Linked DNA regions of Gasterosteus aculeatus: region 2 is linked to region 1. Evidence: chromatin contacts called from public Hi-C data. All regions are on one chromosome and are shown on one strand. The core of a region is the stretch at or near the end of the contact, and the rest is flanking DNA. Distances in the headings are between cores, read along the strand shown. Region 1 holds the start of LOC120824463. Region 2 holds the start of LOC120824045 (basic immunoglobulin-like variable motif-containing protein).

Evidence for each region. Hi-C and Micro-C count contacts between places; a contact is called where the count stands out from the background.
Region 2: a Hi-C map of skeletal muscle shows a contact between it and region 1, with 3 times the contacts expected there. The contact joins the promoter of LOC120824045 here to the promoter of LOC120824463 in region 1. A contact is called at or near these places in 3 of 6 Hi-C or Micro-C datasets (skeletal muscle and tail fin).

The regions. Positions count from the first base shown.
Region 1 is chr8:20,736,701-20,742,044 of fGasAcu3.hap1.1, forward strand. LOC120824463 reads right to left here and starts at 1,495. Exons shown (of 10, transcript XM_040185352.2): 1 at 1,343-1,495; 2 at 1,034-1,099; 3 at 381-716; 4 at 1-163. The coding sequence starts at 1,402.
Region 2 is chr8:20,888,644-20,893,759 of fGasAcu3.hap1.1, forward strand. It overlaps LOC120824045 (basic immunoglobulin-like variable motif-containing protein), which reads right to left and starts at 2,318. Exons shown (of 10, transcript XM_040184602.2): 1 at 2,078-2,318; 2 at 743-1,218; 3 at 103-232. The coding sequence starts at 1,163. tmem131 (transmembrane protein 131) reads right to left here. Exons shown (of 41, transcript XM_040184601.2): 35 at 4,897-5,049; 36 at 4,651-4,801; 37 at 4,261-4,376; 38 at 4,083-4,155; 39 at 3,898-4,001; 40 at 3,662-3,813; 41 at 2,724-3,568. The coding sequence ends at 3,296.

The DNA.
Region 1 (5,344 bases), core at 245-2,744:
CCACAGCCACTGGACTTGTGAGCGCGCTCACATCCACGTCCTCCTGGTTGCCGTAGCCGTTGAAGAAGACTCTGCAGCGCTCTCCGTCCACAGACAGCACCGTCGCCGGGTACACCCGCCCGTCCTCCGACCACACCGCCCGACACTGAGACCCCATCACCCACTGAGAGACAGGGACACTACTGCTGAAGCCAATCGGTCAAATAGTCCGGCTGGGAATTATCGCAGCAGGTTTTATACTACGAAGGCAAAAGATGAGATGAGGCAAAAATACTAAAACTATGATGCCGATACATTAAATACACACAATATTTTCTACAAAATACAAAGTCTTGGTCCAGTTTTCCACATGAAAATCGTTTTATAAAACACACCCTCACCTTTGACTCTTTAATGGAGGATTCAGCTGCAGGTTGACGAACCGTCTGCCCTTCCTGCCTTCCATCTGGTTGTCCGTTTGTCTCTTCAGCCTGCTGTCGGTCTTCCTGTGTGTCCTGCTGTCGGTCTTTCTCTCCGTCCCTCTGTGTGTCCTGCTGTCGGTCTTTCTCTCCGTCTCCCAGTGTGTCCTGCTGATTGTCTTTCTCTCCGTCCCTCAGTGTGTCCTTCTGCCCGTCTTCCTCGGTGTCTCTCTCTTCAGCCTGCTGTCTGTCCTCCTGCTCTGGTTTCTCTGTGCCGTCCGTCTCTTCTGGCGCTGCAGGTTCTGTCGGTTCAACATGCTGCCATCCAGAATTAGAAAACACTACAATATCCGCGTTGTACTAAAGGTAAAAAACGAGGCCCATCGGATTCTAATTAAATTGGGCAAGTTTGTGCTGTCATTTGTGGGTGCAAAGTGTCAATTGTTAGAACCATGTTAATTTTTTTTTATTCTAACAATTTAATTTGATATCAGATGTGGTGTTTTTTAATCTAGTATTAAAATTGGCCGACGTTTGAATAGTTTGGTAAACTGCTCTCTTTCATGTGAAACGTTGACACATAAACTATTTGTTTCATTGGCATAAAAACTGTAAAATTAAATAACAAAACACACCTGCAAAAATTCCAAAGGGTTTTCAAAAGTTTCTATGAGTGAAGTTTCGTGTGTAACGGTCTCCGCCTGCGGACATGAGAGGTAACCGTTAGCATGTAGCGTTAGCTTTAAATGTAGCTAGCTAGCATGCTAACCGCAAAGTTCATACATATCTATGGTAAAGTGAGCCAACCGGCCGGTTGAGTGCGTGGTTGTTAGCTAGGCTGGTTAGTCAGTTAGTTAAGCTAGTTGATTGCTACCAGTTGAGCAGTTAACATATTTATGTTTTATAATTAAAAACTGAATATGAGAAACGAATAAAGACCGTACCGGCTCCACGGCCCCGCCGAGGACGGGATCTTCTGTCATTTCCGTCATGGCTGCCATCATCAACGGGAACAATCCGGGAAAGATTTAACGGACAAACCCATGCGTCAAGTTTACCGGATATTGGGAGGTCACTTCCGGATACACCTTTTCACAATAAATTATGCAAAATTAGTAAAAGAATATCAAAACATGGGGCGGCACGGTGGCGTGGTGGTTAGCACTGTTGCCTCACAGCAAGAAGGTCCTGGGTTCGATTCCACCCAGTGGCCTTTCTGTGTGGAGTCTGCATGTTCTCCCCGTGTCTGCGTGGGTTCTCTCCGGGTTCTCCGGCTTCCTCCCACAGTCCAAAGACATGCTCTGGGGATCAGGTTAATTGGGGACTTTAAATTGCCCGTAGGTGTGTGAATGTGAGTGTGAATGGTTGTATGTCTCTGTGTAGCCCTGCGATTGGCTGGCGACCAATCCAGGATGTACCCTGTCTATCGCCCGAAGTTGGCTGGGATGGACTCCAGCCCCCCCGCGACCCTGTGTGCAGGATAAGCGGTTTGACAATGGATGGATGGATGGATGGATGGATATCAAAACATGTTATGGGAAAGAAATGTCCCAAAACACAAATGTCATGGATATGAAGTCAAATTATAATGGATCAAATAGTTTTTATATATATATATATATATATATATATATATATATATATATATATATATATATATATATACATATATATATATATATATATATATATATATATATATATATATTTATTTTTTTATTTAAAAAAAAAATCTAAATATGTATGAGAATGTCATTGAATGTCCAAACATCCAAACAAGCCATAACATATCAGTTAGTTAATGTTATAGGACAAAAAGTTTGATTGTATTAGTTTGAACAATTTAATTTAAAAAAACTATAATAGTTCAAAAAAACAAAAATAATATTAGGCCAAAAAATCAAAATGGTAACTGAACAAAAACACAAAAATTAGTTTGGTTGAGAAATGAACGAACTGTGACTGAGAAAAAAAGCCAAAATAGGTCTTAAAATTTGTGAAAAAAAAGTCTAAATAAATGAAGTGGAAACATTTGATGGAAAAAAGTGTGGACGTAATAGATCAAGAAATATTGTTGAAAAATGTCAAAATAGGTCAAGAAATGTGTTGTATTTTGTTAAAACCTTGCTAGTATCCCAAAGCACCTCGTTAAAATAAAGTTATCTGATTAAGCGTGATCCAACGCTTTGACCCTGCTTTAACCACACTGATGACGACATCAACGCGTCACACGCGTTGATGTCGTCAGCTCTGATTCCTTTTAATATGAAACAACAAACAGGATCGATTTCAGAGACAAACCGGCAGCTTAAAGTCTGCAGGAACGAACTGAAAATAAAATCAGGAGGAAGCTGCTTAAAATGCAAAGTTGACATTCAGCAGCAGAGTGTGTCGACTTTCAAGGCTTTTTAGGACGTGTGAGATGGAAATGATGCCGAGAGGAAAAACTGCAGACTGCAGACGAGTGTCAAACCAGCAGGAGGGTTCACACACACACACACACACACACACACACACACACACACACACACACACACACACACACACACACACACACACACTAAAACATCAGATCTGTGTATTGTGAAATAAAAGGTTTAATTAGTCCGTTTGTGGATTCTTGGATTCACATCTGGGTCTAAATCTTGCCTCTTTAAAATGGCATTATTGAACCCTTAAAACAGCCTTGATGCTTTCAATTTGAAACTTTAATAGTCTCCTGAAAATGTATCTTAACCTTAAACGTCCGTAGATTTTAAGCTTTAAAAGAAGGAGACCTTTATTTCCCCTTTTAACACATTAAACTCTTAAACTCTGTATGAATGAAAAGCCTTTCAAAGTAAAGATAAATAAAAAGTAGAAACACACTTGGCTCACAGAAACTTCTTTTGTCTTTTATCATCACGGAAGCAGCGACAGTTTCTGAAACCTGAAAGATGTTTAATTCTAGTTTTACATTTTAAGGAACTGAACTAATATTATTCTGTAAAATGTATTGTTCTTTAGGGATGGTTTTCTGTCCCTTCATTAAACTTCCTTTTGTTAACTTAATAAAATCAGTGATTGACGACCCGCTGATCAGTGATCAATCGACCCATCGACACCTCGTAGCAGACGGATGAGACGCTTCACGCGACGATTCCTTGACTTTCCTCTCCAACTTTCTTTTACTCTTGAAAACTTTCTTTTAAACTATTTTTTTAAGAAGCAATACTTTATCATTAATATGCTCCCCTTTATTACCATAAAATCACAATCTTTCTATAATAAACTTCATTTACATCATGAAGCCTCTGAGCATTTAGATCTAAAAGTACATTTTGTCCGTATTAAGTGTATTTGTTTATAAAGTAATACTCTAGTATTTAAATTCTTTAAACTTTAACCTGATACGTTTACATATTTCTATATATTTTAGCTTCGCACCTTTAAGGTTTTTTCACTTGGTTGAACTGAATGTTTTTAAGATCAAACTCTCAAATGTTATGGACATTTTTATTTGATTTACTTCAAGTATTTGTTTTCTGTATCTTTTTGGTTCTAAATTAATCGTTTAAAAGTTTCCATCAGATGATTATTTCTTCCCTCATCGTTAATCAGGAGTTTATCACCAAGGGATAGAGATTTAGGTATTGATCACTTATTGTTTTCATCAGAGCAGCACAAGGTCATGTGATCAGCCCTCATCATCATTGTGATTGACTGCTAACAGGCTTCATCAATAATCAATCTCACCTTTCACGTCTCCTTCAGAGTTCACATTGAAGGGTCTTTTGTGTCTTTTACTTGTATTGAAAAGGTTCAATAATGTGTTTTTATTGTGGTTAACAAGCTTGTGACCAAAAAACAAACACTTTAATATATGAACAATTTTAAAAACAAGGTATTGTAAATGTTTACAATATTCAATGTGGGTCATGTTTACAATAACGTTATAAAAATGTTAAACCTTTATTTTAAATCAAAAGTTTACTATCAAGACAAACCCGAATAGTTTAAGATCCCCGTAAACTTGAACAGAGCAGCAAAGTTGCTTAACCTTTAACTTTATGGCTTCACATCAAAAGAAGGATGTTTTACGGTGAGAGAAAAGTGTTCTACTTTCCTTTGTAGTTTTAATGATAAACTGTGAAGAACGCGGAGTTAATAAAAATAATAAACTGTATGATTTTGTTGAGAATTCAAGGAGAAAAATAACACAATTGTACATTTCAACCGAAATGTTATTATTTAAAAACATTTCCACTCATAGTTACTGACGGTCTTAAAATCCTCCTGTAGGAACCGGATCAGACCAGCAGGTGGCAGCAGAGAACCAGGCGAGGATTTTAATCTCTACTTTACCCCCAACTTCAACTAATAACTTCCTATTTTATAGATTATGAAATCTGAATGAATTTGTAAAATAAGTGTTGTAAGAGTCAGACTGAATGGAAGATCATGTCCGAATTAAATACAATAATACAGCAGATTTAATTTAAACGCCGTATGAAGATCAGAGTGAAAGAAACATGAAATTAGAAATGAATCTAAATGTTGCCTTCAGGCTTCATTCGTTGTTCAGGTTGACGAAACATTATTTATGTTGAAAATGGAAACTTTCCTTCACCAAACAGAGACTCACCTCTTGTTTAAATGCACTTATTGTAAGTCAATTTGGATGAAAGCTGAACGCTAAACCCAGAAACCAAACCCCCCCGCATCAGAACCAGTTCCTCAGCGTGCCCCGACATGTCCTCCTGGTCCCGCTGCTGCAGCGTCACTGCGGGGCCGCAGGGGGGCGCCGGACGCGTGTGAACATGCGCGTGCGTCTGTCTGTGCTTGTGATGAAGCGCATTTACTCGAAATAAAAGCGTTGCACCAATGGTTTTATGTTATGATTATGTTACCAGTCAGCCCTCTGGTCCCGGTTCTGGTCCCGGTTCTGACCGTGTCAGAAACAATAA
Region 2 (5,116 bases), core at 1,068-3,567, 150 kb after region 1:
TGCGCCCGATTCCCATCTCTTCCTAATTCTGCCGTCGTTCAGCAACTGTTTGTTCTGAAGAAGTGAAGCTGGGACAGAAGATTGAGAAGCGAACAGAACTACCATCTCCTGAGGTCCAGAACCTTCCTCTGCTGGACCTCGTCCGGCGAGGCGGGAGGAGGAACGTCCTGCAGGTTCCTGCTGGGCCTGTCCGAGGACTTCATCTTCTTGGTGCCGCTTTTCATCACATTACCTGGAATAAGGAATCGGTCAGTGCCTCCGCTCCACAGCCGCTCACTTCCTGTCACGCTCACTTCCTGTCACACTCACTTCCTGTCCTGCCACACTCACTTCCTGTCCTGTCACACTCACTTCCTGTCCTGCCACACTCACTTCCTGTCACACTCACTTCCTGTCACACTCACTTCCTGTCCTGCCACACTCACTTCCTGTCACACTCACTTCCTGTCCTGCCACACTCACTTCCTGTCCTGCCACGCTCACTTCCTGTCACACTCACTTCCTGTCCTGCCACACTCACTTCCTGTCCTGCCACACTCACTTCCTGCCACGCTCACTTCCTGCCACGCTCACTTCCTGTCACACTCACTTCCTGCCCTGCCGCACTCACTTCCTGCCACGCTCACTTCCTGTCCTGCCACGCTCACTTCCTGTCCTGTCACACTCACTTCCTGTCCTGCCACGCTCACTTCCTGTCACGCTCACTTCCTGCCACACTCACACATCCCGGCGGGCTTCTCACTTGTCCGGATGTTTCTCGTGAGCACGGCGTTGAAGTCCCTGGTGTCGATCTCCCAGGCCAGGATCGGCTCGGCGTGACCGGAGGGCCCCTCCTCCATGTCACAGTCCCCGTCCGAGCCCGCGTGCGCCGCCCCTCCGGACTGCCCGGCGCCGAGGTCCGCGGCAGCCTCGGCCCGCCCCGCGGACGGCGCCTCGTCCCGGCGGTCGGGGCCGACGGCGTTCGGGGCCCGGTTGAGGAGAGCGTAATCGGAGCAGACGGTGTAGAACGTCTCCCTGGAGTGAGTGACCGGGCAGGTCCACGGCAGCTGGAGCTCGGCGCTCGAGGCCCTCCTCGCCATGGCGGCGTCACGGGCGAGGGAGCCGCTGGGGGAGCGCTGCGGCCCGGTGAGGTTCGACCCTTGACCCTCTGACGTGTTCGGCATTGAACCGCCTGGTGTGGGGACAGATCAGCTGGGAGGTGGAGGCCAAAGAGAAACCCTGTAAGAAAATATGGAGCCTGGATGAAATGTTAAATGGGTGTTGAACACCATCCATCGTCACACCGCTCATCCTGCACGCAGGGTCGCGGCGGGGGGAGCGGGGGGAGTCAATCCCAGCATACTTCAGGCGAGAGACGGGGGACGCGGGACACCCTGGATTGGTCGCCAGCCAATCGCAGGGCTCCACAGAGACAACCATTCACACACCTACGGGCAATTTAAAGTCACCAATCAACCTGATCCCCAGAGGAAGCCGGGGAACCCGGAGAGAACCCAGCAGACACGGGGGAGAACATGCAGACTCCACGCAGAAAGGCCACTGGGCGGAGTGGAACCCAGGACCTTCTCGCGGCGAGGCGACGGTGCTGACCACCACGCCACCGTGTCTTGAACACTCGAAACTCAAACACGATTAAAACCTTCAGCTTGTAGGCGGACTGATGGTTAATAACGAGATTAAAGCGAATGTTAGTGTCGTACCAGATGTCCGTTTAACCAGAAATGAGTGAGTCAGGTGCAAGCGAACCATTAAAGAACCAAAGTATAATATTTATTAGGGTTATTTTTGATAAATGATTGTGCGCTTTATTTTTTGACAAACTATTCCAGGATTTTCGTCATGGTGAATCCTTTTTATTTTTACAAACTATAAAAGGATTGTTTCCTTTCCAACAATAATGACTTATTTTTTCGTAACACTGGAGTATAACTTTTTTATTGAACAGGATTTTAAAATGAATATTATTTGATAATTATTAAAATTATTCTGAGGTCCTTTACAATTTGCTCCGATACACCGGTGCTACATTGGTGAACGTTACCGTGTAACATGTGATCTTTCGTGATCATCGACCGACCTGTGAAGAAAATGGGCTGTTTTTTCGCACGCAAACACGCCCAGCTGTCATTTGTCCATCGGACGTCTTCTCGCAGCGGCCGAGGACCCGCCTGGTCGACGCGGGAAGCTCTAACGACACATCGGGGTCGGTGAGCGACCGTCGGCTCGGTGAAAGTGAGAATAATGAAGGATGATTGAGAATAAATCCGACGCGTCGTTTTCCTGAAGGATCCGTCTTCACTTCCGGCTCGGGATTGCAGGGACGTACCATTCTGCGTCACAGCGGGGGTGCGGAAATATTCCGACGCCATAGACTCACACGACAACACTCGAAGTCACGACCTGTTCAGGTACAGGCGTTATTAGGCGTGTTCACACGACATATCGTATCATAAATTGGAGCATTTACTTCAAGCACAGCGTCACTCAATTTGAGTGAACGGTGGATCGATCCGACGGCTCTCGTGGTTTGAACCAATCAGAGCGCGCCGCCGGCGGCCCTTTGAACCGTCTGAGGCTGCGCGTCGTCTTCAGGCGCTTTAACGGATCGCACGTGCAGCGGTGGGTCGACGCACGGCGTCGGTAACGACCGTGAAAACTCCCGCGACCCCGTGACACCCCGAGTCTTAAATATGTTACAGAAGAAAAAAATGAAATCATCGATGTTCTGCTGAAAACCTTTATTTAAATTTGCTGACAAATGGAGGAGCTGTCGAGTACAAACCAAAAAGTGTTGATGACCAATGTTTTCTCACTGAGGGCTTGGTTGTTTTTTTAAAACGTCGATGACTCAGTTTACACTTCAGAGGCCAAATAAAATGACTTTTTCAAACCAACTTTAAAAAAAACAAGAAACCGAAATGACAAACGACACATGGCTTAAAATCAGACGTCTGTTCCAACATTAACACTGAATATCGGAGACTCTGGGCCATGAACCAATGGGAGTGCATCCGCGGAGCCAAATGTCTGCGCTGGCATTAGCACACCGTGCAAACAGCCTTTTTAAATTTTTTTTATTCACGGCCACCTGTTAAAATAAATCAAAATAAAAAATTAGCACTTCTGCCTCCGTGAATAAAAAGCTGCAGAGAACTAAACGGCTCAGCAACCTGCAGCTCTGCTGCCGAAACCCCTTTTCACACTTGACAAGGAAACATCGCTTTCGGTTGGAATCCTCCGGCTATGAAATATATGCTTTGTGTATTTAGCGTACAGAGCGCGCGCGAGCTGCAGTTTAACTGCCGTTGTCCGAGGAGCTGGGCCACGGCTCGGAGCTGCGCCGGCTCAGGGTCGGCCGCCACATGTTCCAGGGGTTGTAGGTCCGGCTCAGCTCGGTCGCGGCCGCCGGCGGCGAAGACGGGACGGGAGCGCAGACCAGGTCGCTCAGCGTCGGCGAGGTGGTCGGCGGGGGAAACGGGTGCAGCGCTGAATCCGCGCTCGTCGACCAGATGGAGCTGCTGAAGGGCGTCGTGGCGGACCAGGGGTTACGGGCGTCCCCCAGCAGGGACTGGAGAGAGACGAGAGGAACGCCGTGTCAGCTGATCGACTGACCCGCGGGTCACAGCCTCCTCACCCTAAATTATCATCATGAGGCCCTTACCGCGGTCGGGGCCGTCGGGGAGCTGGAGCTGCTGGGCCAGGAGTGCAGGGAGTCGCTGCTCGGCATGTCCCAGATGGAGGAGGCGGCGGAGCTGAAGTCGGCCCAGTTCTGCTGAGGCTCCGAGGACTTTGAGACGTTCATCCCGCTGAATACTAAACACACACACACACACGTTAGAATGTAGCCAACGACCACACGCCAGCGGCACCTCCGTTCTTCTTCGTTGGTGAACAGACCTTTGGTCAGGTTGAAAGAACTGTTGGGTCCAAAAGCAGAGAAGGAGTTGGCTGAATGGTAGTTCGGACTACTGGCCGAGTCGATGGGGCTCCACAGCCCAGAGCTGAGGCGCACAAACATGCACACGTTAGAATACCACACTTTGGTATCAACATCTGGATTTCATGTTAATTCCTCCTGGTACCTGTCGGAGCCGTCGCTCTCCACAGACATCATGTGGGCCAGAGCCTTGTCGGTTTTACCCGGACCGGAGCCACCTGAGCGGGACAGAAAAGATGAGTGTCCCTCCGGAACCACAGCGTACAGACACACACACACACACACACACACACACGTACGTACACACACACACACACACACACCTGGGCTTTTGTCATAACCAGCAGCTACAGCAGCGAAGGTGGGGTTCCCGTTTTTTCCTGGGAGAGGAACCGCTGGGGACAGTTTATTTCCTGGAGCCTTCTTTTGGTTCCCTTCACTGAGCGGAAAACAGGACGGAAATTATTTTGATTTTGGTAAATTAAAACCTCACTTCCACTTGAGACTTCAGCTCGAATGTGAAACAAACAAGCAACAACAACAACAACGTGAAGGTCGATCGAATCACTTTTAGTTTGATCATCATCTCGATACCGTTTCAGGAATTGTTAAGATGGAAAATTAAACTCGACCCTGTAAAAGCGACATGTAGCTGATCCAAACCGATCTCGTGTATATCTTTATTCATCTTTAGCTCTTTCGACGGCGGGTACCTGTTGCTGTTGAGCACGCTGCTGTAGGAGCCCCGGGACAGGAGGATGGGGGAGGTCGGGGGAGGGGTGCAGGCCCCCGCTGTGGCGGACCTCTTCAGGAAGGGGTCTGCGTTGATGGTCTGGAGGGAGATCTGCTGCAGACTGTCTGCTTCTGCAGGAGGGGAAAAAAAAGGGTGAGCGGAGGCCTGAAGCGGTGCGGGCAGGCAGACACCACGGGGGGGGGGGGGGGGGCGGGGCTTCACTCACGGACGCAGTTTTTGGAAAGCGGCACGTCCCACTCGGGAGCGGCGGAGTCCTTCTCGCCGTCGGAGCTGCTGCTGTGGCCGAGCTCGGGCATCGGGCCGCTGGACAACAACTTGGCCAACAGGGAGGGGCGGCCTTCCTCCAGCTTCCCGTCAACTAGCGGGGAAAAACCCGTCAGAGACGCAGCAGTCACCGCGGCAACGAACAAAGGGACCGCTTAAAA